2 separate regions of the Hordeum vulgare genome follow, and region 1 is linked to region 2. A link is a contact called in public Hi-C data. All regions are on one chromosome and are shown on one strand. Each heading gives the region's core, a stretch centred on a gene start, on an enhancer-like site or on the middle of the called end of the contact. The rest is flanking DNA. Distances are from core to core; before and after follow the strand shown.

Region 1 (5,245 bases), core at 497-2,996, 190 kb after region 2:
AGAAACACTGAACTCGATACGTGAAGGAATTATTAACAAGACACCGCGAACATGCATGTAGCCTACTGGTTGCATCGACCTTAGCACCCCAGGTACTACTGGGTTTGACTCCGGATGGAAGCGGATTTAAACAAGCCTGGACAATTTTTCTGGAATAAAGAACTGTTGCCCTACAATAAATAGTCAAAAAAACAAAACCTAGCAAGACATCAAAGACGCCGAGGTGATCGTCTCCTTGGAGGGTCTGCGATTATGTTTGGAATGCATTGCATTGCCTCCCTACTTCGAATCGGGTTCATTCCTTGTATTGAATGCAGTAACAAGCTTGGAGGACCGGTTCGACATCGATAAAATGTTGTGATCATTCAAATTCCAACCTGTAGAATTCGGAACACTCATAGAGAGTGTAATGTTTTCTTTTCTCAGAGACCGCCGTGGACATAATGCTGTAGTAACTCATAATCTAACCAGGTAAGCAGGAGAGAACTATACATCTTTTTTTATGCGACGCGATGTCCCCCAACTGCGTTCGATATTCGTCGCCAACAGTTGTATCACTATTTCTAGCTTTAATCAATAAAGCCATCTCTTACCCGCAAAATAAAATAAAAAAACGTATACATAAGAGCAAAAGCATGTTGAAATCAGACCAGTCTCGCTCAACCATAATCCAGCTATAAGATGTATACAAATGTGTGCTTTATCTTTCCACATAGTACTACATTTTTTCTAAAGCATTATTAAAACCTCATACGATGGTAGGATTTGCAATATGATCTTTCCCCTGACGAGTCATGTCCTCCGTTCGTTGCATCAAAAAGTACCACACACTCTTCCCGCAAAAAAAAAAAAAAGAGTACCACTACACACTCGAAGAGTAACCAGATGCAGCACGTCTACCGGCAAACAGCCGACGTACACGTACGCTTTTAGAGCATCCAATCAAAAAGGATGCAAAAAAAAAAAAAAAACAGCGCCGGTCCAAGCGAAAATAAAAACGGCAACGATCCGTTGCCTGTGCAGAGACGAGTTGACGGTAGGTAAACCACACGGAACTGGATCAAAGCTGAGCCGAAACCGGAGCGAGCGATCGAGCAAGCAAGCTATAGGTAGAGACCAAGCTGACCCGAAAGCTGGATCCCTCCTTCCCGAACGGAGCACATTCCGCAGCACGAATACGGAAGCGGATCGAGCCGGAAGCCCCCGGCCGGCCGGCTTACGCGCAACTGCCCATATATACGACACACGCGCGCGGCTCTCTCCCGGGCAAAAATTAACACGCGTGCGCCCGCCTCGTCCCCTCCTGTCTGCGCGAACTACGGTAACATGCACGACGGGCGCGTCGAGTTGAGGCAGGAGGAATATATATGAGCTCGTTCGATCGATCGATCGATCGGCAGGCAGCAACGAGGCCCTTGCCCGAAACCACAGCGCCCCGAGGTTCCCCCCGGAAAAGCCCCCCGCTTTCCTCCCTGCACCTGTCGAGCCCCGACTCGTCCGCCCACCAACCCAACCCCACCACACCAGAATAATGGCAGCCGGATACAGAGAGAGAGAGAGAGAGAGAAAAGGAGGAGGAGGTGTGTGTGGTCTGGCAGCGTCGTACGTACTGTAGTGTGTGTGTGGATTGGGCCACGGGGTTGGATTTGACGGGCGATCGAAAAGGTGGCGAGAGGGGGGGTGGCGTGTACGTAGAGGCCAGCGCGGGGGCGACAGCGACGGGGCGGGCAGGGGGGGGCGACGGAACGGGGGAGGAGAGAGAGCGGGCTCTAGGGTTTCGCGGCTCCCACCTTGACGGAAATGGCAATGGTGGTGTGCGCAGCGCCCTAATCACTCGCCCAGCCCCGCTTTTAACCCGCCTCCCCCACCGCTCCGCCCCCATCCCGTCCAGCCCCCTCCCCCGCTTTCCCTTTCCCCTTTCCCCTCTCCCTTCCGCTCCAGCGCGCGCGCGAGAGCTAGCTTCTCTTCGCTTCTCGGTTAGCTGAGCTGATTTGGTGGACGGAGGTGGTGGTGTGGGAGCGGCTGAGAGGCGCGTGGCGTGGGTGGCAGGAGGAGGAGGAGGCTGATCGATCTGGAGCTAGCGGTACCGGACGCGGCGGCCGGCGGCGGCGGCATGGGGCGGGGCCGGGTCGAGCTCAAGCGGATCGAGAACAAGATCAACCGCCAGGTCACCTTCGCCAAGCGCCGCAACGGCCTGCTCAAGAAGGCCTACGAGCTCTCCGTGCTCTGCGATGCCGAGGTCGCCCTCATCATCTTCTCCAACCGCGGCAAGCTCTACGAGTTCTGCAGCGGCCAGAGGTATATACGCCCACACACGCACGTAATTTCGAGAGCATATATAAAACACAGCAGGATCGATGCGTACGCTGGGGTTTAGCTTTGCTAGATCTGGCCTCCTCCGGGCCGTTGGACGGTCGCTTGGGGTTTCCCGCAGAGTTTGGTTTCCCGGGGGGCTCAGACGCAGCGGATCCGTGTCCGGAGAAGCTCGATCAGGGGTGTGTGTGTCCGGCTTCGGCCTACCGGAAGTAATTCTTCCAGAAGTTTACTAGGGTTTTGGTTTGGGTCGCTGCACCTTGGCTTCTCGCGTGGCGAGTTCGCCCTAGATCTGCGGGTCGTCGTGAATCCATGGGGTCTGAGACATGGCCGGCATGAATGGGCCGGCTGGCCGGGAACTTTGGGTTAATTAAATCAGGGGTTTATGCCATACTTAGCTAGGACCGGCTTCGTCGATTGGCCTCTCCCCGTAGATCTCCGAACCAACGGAGACCGTTTCCCGTTGGATCAATTTTGACGGTTATCTGCTGCGAGGGGACGGCATGCAGGCATCGCATCACGTAGACATCGGATGCGTCTGGTGACCGATTGATGGATTGATTCTCAGCATCCAGTAGCTTGTTACACGGAAGATCCAGGCAAAACGGTTACTGTATGGATGTCTTGTCGCTGGTTTGCTGCGGTTTTTCTGGGATGGTGTCTTTTGGGTATTTGGGCTTTCGTGCGATGAGTTGTGGCTGCCTCAAATTAAGTGAGAACAGAACTTCATATATATTGCCTTTTTCTCTTGCTACTGGCAGGGATGAAGTTTTTAAGATTTTCTTGTCAACACTTACACAGGAGATATAGATTCCTAGAGAAACACAAAGAATTATCCAAGCGTGTTTCCACATATTTCGTTTTTTTTTTCAAAATCTGGTGTTTAGCTGTCAGACAAGCGTATACCAGTCTGATTACATATTGCCTTTCTTTCCCAGGAAAAAAGGCAAGCATGGGTGGTATCGGATTAAATTTTCTGTGTACAAAGCAGAGCTGTACGTAATTGGCTAGTGAAGATAGACAAGTTTCATTGTGCAAACCGGCATACATATAAGGTAGCAGAATAATTTGTCGAAAAAGATTATAGATAGAGGGAGGTCACTCCATTTCAAACTTGCAGATTACTTAATAGTAGACTATATAGTTCTCCATGGTAAAATGTTTACTACTCGGTTTTGTGTGATCCTACGAACCAGCATGAAAAATAATAATATGGAAATTTCATATTACTTGGAATGTTTCTATCTTAATAAGCAAGAAAATTTAACAATATATCACTGTCTCCGTAAAAAATATATAAAATAAGTGCAGACATGTAATGTTCTAGGATTAATGATCTGAACTAGGTGGATCTCAGTTCAAAATCATGAGTCCAAAACAGTTCTATTTTTCATTCATTACTTCAAAAATGACACTTGTAATTTAGAAAATGGAAGACTCATTGTTTGTTTGATGATGGATACATGATTTCACATGAATATGACTCAACCGAGTGGCTCTAAATATTTAGGTTCCCTTGAAATGTTGCTTTTCTATCATATTTGAAAGAGGGCCCATAATTTATTTTCTATATAACCCGACATATGTCTGAAGTAAATATCTAACCCTATGTCTGGTGACATGGGGTATATGGCTGTCACTATTTCTCTAGAAAAAAAAATATGGCTGTCACTATTTCACTATACATGGACTTCTAGTGAATTCCCAGTAGGGCATATTTTAGTCGATTAGTTTTAATATTGTGAACAACTATGAGTTTCAATATTAGAAAAACTTGCCCTAGACTTAATTAACTAGTGTAATACTGGAATAGGCTTAAATTGCATGGAATATTCACTCATATCAAGCATAGGTTCTCACTACTATAGATGTCATTTTTTTCACTATACCCATGCAATATTCTCTACTATGGCGGTCAATTTTTCACTACCCATAGAGTTTCAGGAAACTCCCAGTTGTCAACATAGTTTAGCTCAGTACTTCTAATATTCAGTTGACGTAGTTATACATGCACTCATCTCGCTTGTTTTTTTATACCTATGTCCCAAGGAAAAGTTCTGTTCACACTGAAGCTTTTTCCTACTATTTGCTGATAAGAAAAACTTTTCTTGATAAACAGTATGACCGTTCCCAAATCACTACCATGCATATATTGTTAAAAGAGTTTGTCAATAAATTAGATGCACAAACTTTGTGAGAAAAGAAATTACCGGTTGGTTCCTTCAAATTCGCACCAAAACTTTGATGAGGTTCTAGAAAAGACTAGTGCGTCATGCTAAAGGGCAATTACAGTCCAAATATGAGCTGTATCCAAATATAAAGAAGCCAAAATGTGTATTTCTAGTGTATATTTTGTGTCGTTACAGAGTTTCTCTGTATTATAAGTTTGTTTCACGGAATAGAAAATGAAAAATAATGCTCATTCTGCACTCACAAATTTTAGATGTATGATGTCAGTAGTTCCATTTTTATTGAAATTGAATTTATTTTAGAGAGATTCACTTGAACATGGAAACAGTATTTCTCGTCCAAGTTATGGAGCTACTGAACTGAATTAGTGCGAAAACATAATACTGAAGTTAGTAATAACTAAACACCCCCCTTGACTCCTCGGATGGCCCAGGGCCAGGTAAAGGTACACAAGATACCTAGGACTGACTGTGAAGTACCTGCAGGGTATAATCGGTGACAGTTTTCAGTTGTGTCTGTTCATTCATTTGTCAGCTCATCTCTCACGGCCGAGTAGTCCTTTCATTTCAACTTCATTCTATCTACTGTACGAACTTAAAGTATTATCAGATGTCCCTTCAAGCCTAGTTGCTACATAGCTAGCTAGTGCTAGTACTCCAGTATTTTATGTTGGCAGATATCCTTAACATCTGCTGTAGCTAGAATCTGCTCAGGAAGATGGCAGATATCCCACATCGTGCGA
Region 2 (5,728 bases), core at 2,902-5,401:
TTTACCTGGTGCCCAGCACGAAGATAGTGGATATTCTCCAACGAGGACGAGACCAGTGTGATTTGTGTAGTCTATAAGTTTATTTTATATAGTTTCTATGGATCTAGGTGATGGAATATGCGGTAGTCACATGCACAACGAAGAATATGAGGTGTGACGGTCACTGCCGGGCGCGTCCATGGGCATTTGAAGGCCCAAATTTAACGTGCAAATGCTTTTACCATTAGTTTTGAACCGAGTGATTGTTTTTTATGGACCCCGATAATTACCAAACGTTCGGATTTTAAGCTAGTCGCCCCGCATGTTTTTTCATGATTACTTCAATTAACCCGAGGTAATAAATTTAGTTGTTAAAACATGATAGCTTAATCTCAGTTTACTTTATGTCATAAAATTGTTGTGTTTACCAACATTACGTGAACTAAGGTTGCCATGAAAACGTTCGTTTGCCATGCTTAAAATTCAACCGTTGGGGATTTATCATTTTCGTTTTTTTCATTTATTGTTTTGCTTGCACCTGGCGTAAGTTGGCACCTAGCAGAAGTGATCTCGAGGAAGTGCGGCGGTGGTTGTGGGCACGGCACGGCACGGCACGGCAATTGTTTGTCTGATTGCGTGTTCTGTTTTGAGGTGCCAATTAAGTTGTGGTTCCCTCCCTAGGTTTGGGACCTAGGACGCGCCACCAGGAAACACATTTAGTGTTCAGAAACAGGAGATCTCTCCTCATCTACTACTCCCGCGCATCATTTAGTAAGTAAGAAAGAAATCATCAATTATATCAACCCAAGCGACCGAGTGAAAACACCCATTACAACCATGTCCACAATGCGCAGGCCCAGACCAGGAGTGTGCAGACGTACGGTACAGTCTTCTTCATCAAAACTGACGAACTCCCGCGTCGCGCATGCAAGCCTTGCTGAGAACACCTCCGTCCGTATGGATCATGCCACTGATGCCCGTGTGTTGGTAGAAGTAGAGCCGCAACGTTCTCACAGTGTCCATGGTGTGTTTCACTTGACACCACCTGGATCGGCACAGCTCATGCACGTATTGTGCCCCAACAACGCGCGCGAGCGGAGTTTCCGTGCGTGCGCCGAGAGCAACGGAGCTCGCGAGCGTCGCCGTCCCGGCCGCTGCTCCGGCGTGGCGTCATCTGCGTGGAGGCAGGCCGGCCAACATTCAAGTATATGTATGTATGTGGAGCGAAGAGAGCCTTTAGCTGTTGATCGATGTGAAACGCCGTCGCCGGCTCGCCCGCCACCACTGCCCTGTGACGTGCGAATATCGGCGAGATCCATCAAAGCGCGAGCGTGTGGGTCAGGCGCCGCTTGGCCTCGCCGTCGCTACAGTGAACACTTTTACACACTGATCACTCGCTCTCTGACTCTTTTCCTACTCGATGCTACTAGTAACGTAGAAGGAGGGAGGAAGCGAGGATTGGAGCCAGCCACAGATTGCAGATGCAGTAACCCTCTCCTCCCCGGCATGGCATGGCATGGCAGCATCGATCTATCCCTCTAGCTAGCTCTACCGCTAGGGCTAGTCTTGTGATCTGTCTCTCTCCTCGTCTCATCTCAGCATGCATCAGCACCGCCGCCAGTGTCCGGCCAACGACTCAATCGAAGAGAGCACATTCATATGTCATACAGACACGGCAAGCCGTCCGGCGGGACGCAGCCGCCGTCCAACCAAAGTCCCACCGCACATTCAAGAGCTCCGTCGCCTCGCTCTCACCACGTCACGTGCTCCCCCGTGTTATCCACGTGGGCTCCCTTCCACGTCCAGTGACACTGCTGCCTTTCCAGGTGCCTCACGCGGGAAATTCTGAAACTCACGCGGTCTTTTCTACAGCAAAATCAGTGCGCCCCGCATGGAAATCGTTCGTCAGTCTTGTAGCTCTCTCTCGACAGAATTCGTCCGATTAACCAATTAATCGATCAATTAATCTCTACTCGTTAGATCATCGAGTAGTCAATTAACTGATCAATTGTTCGATTAATTGAATAAATGATCGATTAACTTGGCGTATGTGCACTCTTTCTTGCTAGGTGCACTCGGTAGATCTAGCTAGACTAAAGTGACGACCTAGCAAGCAAGAAAGGGTGCACGTACGCCATGCACTTATTTTGCTCACTCAAGTAGAAAGGGCAAAGCAACTTTTAGCGGGCGGTCGAGTACATAATCAGTCCTTTGCAACGGCTTCTACTGTTGGACAGTTAAGTCCTACTACATACTCTACTTACATATATAGCGCAGCAAAGGCATAACGCCCACGGCTTAGACACCAACCGTGAGACAGTACTACATACATGTAGATCTCCATTTCTTGCAAGGTTTAGCCGATGATTGGGCCGTCACTTCCCAGTGTCATGTCCGATTGATGAGCCGTCGATTAGTAGTTAGCACGCTCCATTGCTGGATCGGCCGGACGCCTTGCACATCGACCTCCGGTCAAAGAGACGTACGTGCATGGCCGCCGCGTCAGTAACTCAAACCGACAAGGGATGAACTGCTACAGTGACACAACACGGCCATGATGCTAGCAGGCTTAGCTGCTGTAGGTTGGCCTCTATAGTTGATGTTATTTTTCCTAGGTGACCCAAACGCGAGACCATGAAGAGCATTCAGGGCACCTGACAGTACTTTTTGAACCATTGTGTGTTGTTACCTAGCGCGTCACGTAAATTTGCATTCAAGGCACTGTCGAGTAAGAAAGAGTACTGGTGGCCGTGGGCACGGCAATTGTTTCTGTGGCTGGCTGCGTCTTCTGTCAAGTTTTTTGATGAGGCGCCAGCCTGCAGATCTAATATGGGTCTGATACCTAGGACGTGGTACGTACAGGAGACGCATTTAGTCGCAGGAGATCTCTCCTCTAACAACAAGGCAATTATTATCGCAAGCCGCCCTGTACGTACTCACGTTGGCCATTACCGCCGTGTCCACGAAGCACAGGCGCAGACCAGGAGTGTGCAGGCGTACGGTACAGTCTTCTTCATCAAAACTGACAACTCCTGCATCATGCAAGCTTTGCCAAGAACCCGCTCGTCCGTACCGTTCGGTTCGTGCATGATTAACTGGTCTGGGTAGGATAGAACCGCATTGTTAGAACATCTACATCCGCACCCTCTAGATCCTCCTCAAATGTGTGGAACGTCCTTCCGATTAGTGTCCGGTCAAAAATAATTTGATCCAACCGGATCCCCACTTTCATTCTAAACATCCGGACTGACCGGCACCCTTCATATTCATCTCAAATGTAGGAAGGATACGAGGGCTCGCGAACGTGTCCGATGCGCCCGGTCAGTCCGCCACGTAGAACGCGACCTCACCCTGAACCATATTTTCTTTTTATTTATTCATTCATTTCTCTCTCTCTCTCTTTCTTCCTCTCGACCAGTCATGTCAGAGACCGGACATATAAGGAAGAAAATAAGAAGAATGACTTTGCAGACGGACAAATAAAAGACAAGCCCGATCATTGATCCGACGCGTCCGTGAACGTTTACGAGATCATATTTACTAAGTTCGGCTATAGATGCTTTTACAACGGCCCCTGGTGCCAATGCCGGTGCAACCGGGGAGGAGAACCCTCCATTGCTGGCCTGGCCATGGTGTTTTGCTTCGAGTTGTTCTCTGGTATCCTCCAATTAACAAGGGTCATTAATTCAGTGCTAACGAATGGTCCATATCAACCAATAATACTGCGGTAAAACTCCCGCAGTATTTTTGGTTAATTCATTCGATCCGAAGTTGGATCGAGTGAGGTCCAGGTTTTTTTGGGCAAATAAACAAGGGAAACAAAATATCACAGGGCTTTAGTTTAAGGAAGGACGGGCATAAGCCTTCGTCCGAAAAGAAAGATCAAAATATGATAGTACATGTCAAATTATTTTCAACAAGTTTTTTTTTAATTGAGAATCAAGTTCTCTGTATCAATGTGAATGTGGTATTGCAATCCCATGAAAAAAGAAGGCCTCACAGATTACTTGTTCCGGGCCCACCCGACGGGGACAGGACGCGAGTTCGCAAGCTTGCGAGCGGGCGATGATACCCCGTCGCCCTCCCGGACACTGCTCCGGCGTCGCGCCGCTACAGTGGGTGAAGACGTTGTGTGTGTCGCTGCCTCTGTCTATCTTTCTTATTCTAAGAGTTAGAGGAAGAGAGGGAACCATCGCAGTCAGATTGCGCTATCAGTCCCTCTCTCTCTCGGCTACTGCTAGCGCTAGGGGGCTACCCGGCCGTGTCTCTCTCCGTCTCAGCATCAGCAGCGCCACCAGTGTCCAACGACTCGAGGAGCACATTCATCCATACACGGCAAGCCGTCAGCCGTGTGTCTCCTGCGCGCGCGATGCACGAGCAGCCCGCCCAAAACCCAGCCGCCGGCCGGCCATTGATGAGTCCTCGTCTCACATGCTAGTCCTTCCCAAGGACCTCTATTGTCCGGCAGTTACATATATGGCGCGGCCGCAGCAAAAGCATACTGCCCACGGCTTGGGCACCAACCCTGAGACATCACATGTAGATTCGTGGAATTCCATTTCTTGCAAGTTTTAGCTGATGATCGGACCGTTGGTTCCACCGGTGTCAATGTCATGTCCAATTGATGCGCCGTCGATCCGTTTGTGTCGACATCTTTGCACATATAGGCAACTGTGCCCCATAATCAAGCACCTGCCTTGTTGACAAAGGCCATCAATTTCACTCGTCATAATCTTTGCGCTGTAAAATATCTTTTCAGGGTGTTGGTTGGCGACGTCGCTTCGATCGGCGATTTTAGCAACGTGGATTTGGCCCTGACCTGATCAGATTTCATAGAGAGCCTGGGACATGGATTATGCAACGTGCAGCAGTACTTGCAAATCCCTGAGTCTTGTGACCTAGGACATGCTACATGTCCATAGTGCACTGGCGCTGAAGACCAAACCTGCAGTACGGTCGGACTCCTGCACCTGCTCCTGCGCAAGTAGTAGCAAGTATGGCGGCCTCCCTCTACTCAGAAATCACTGCACGTTCCATCGCTACGTTGTACGTCGGTTTCAGACCACCTGACGGAACGCAGATTTCCGTGCCGGCCACTCCTCCCTCGCCGATGAAAGGGGCGGCTCGCCGTCGCCGGCTCGCCCGCCACCAGTGCGGTGCGCCCGTGACGTGCGAATATCGGCAAGATCCTACCTCGTGTGGGTCTGGAGCCGCCCGGGCTCGCTGTCGCGGGCGAGCCGCGCCGCGCTACAGGGAACACTTTTACGCACTGATCTCTCGCTACAGGGAACACATTACTCTCTCTCGCTCTCGCTCTCGCGTTCTTTTCCTACTCGAAGCCACTGTTACTGTAGAAGAAGGGAGGAAGACATAGCCATTGGAGCCAGCCAGATTGCAGGCGGCAGCCCTCCTCCCGGGCACGGCGGCATCGATCCGTCATCCGTCCCCCTCCCTCTCTCTATTACGCTGCTGCCGCCACCTCTAGGAGACTAGGACGGTGCCGTCTCTCTCTCGCCCCGCACCACTAGTGCCCAATGACTAGGAGCACAATGCCAAATATGATGGTTGCATCGATTAAGAGCGAAGCAAGGATTTGGATACTTGCCGGAGCAAAAAAAAAAACTGAGTTCGATCATGCCATGAGAGTAGGCTGTGGGTCGTCGGTCATTTGTGAAGGAGTAATGGACCTCGTAACTGTGTTTCAAACCCCTTCTTTATTAATGTGATGAGGTAAAGCTTTTGCTTTCGT

The links. Hi-C and Micro-C count contacts between places; a contact is called where the count stands out from the background.
Region 1: a Hi-C map of leaf shows a contact between it and region 2, with 2.0 times the contacts expected there. The contact joins the promoter of LOC123399777 here to the enhancer-like site in region 2. A contact is called at or near these places in 2 of 6 Hi-C or Micro-C datasets (leaf and seedling).

What each region holds. Positions count from the first base shown.
Region 1 is chr5H:488,375,143-488,380,387 of MorexV3_pseudomolecules_assembly, forward strand. It overlaps LOC123399777 (MADS-box transcription factor 8-like), which reads left to right and starts at 1,747. Exons shown (of 8, transcript XM_045094160.1): 1 at 1,747-2,298. The coding sequence starts at 2,114.
Region 2 is chr5H:488,181,795-488,187,522 of MorexV3_pseudomolecules_assembly, forward strand. No RefSeq gene overlaps it. Among protein-coding and RNA genes, the nearest start is that of LOC123399775, 49 kb to the left of the region's middle. Within about 2 kb of position 4,152, at least 1 of the 3 cell types and tissues checked has open chromatin away from gene starts, as enhancers often do. A contact at or near this core is called in leaf, where this site is marked.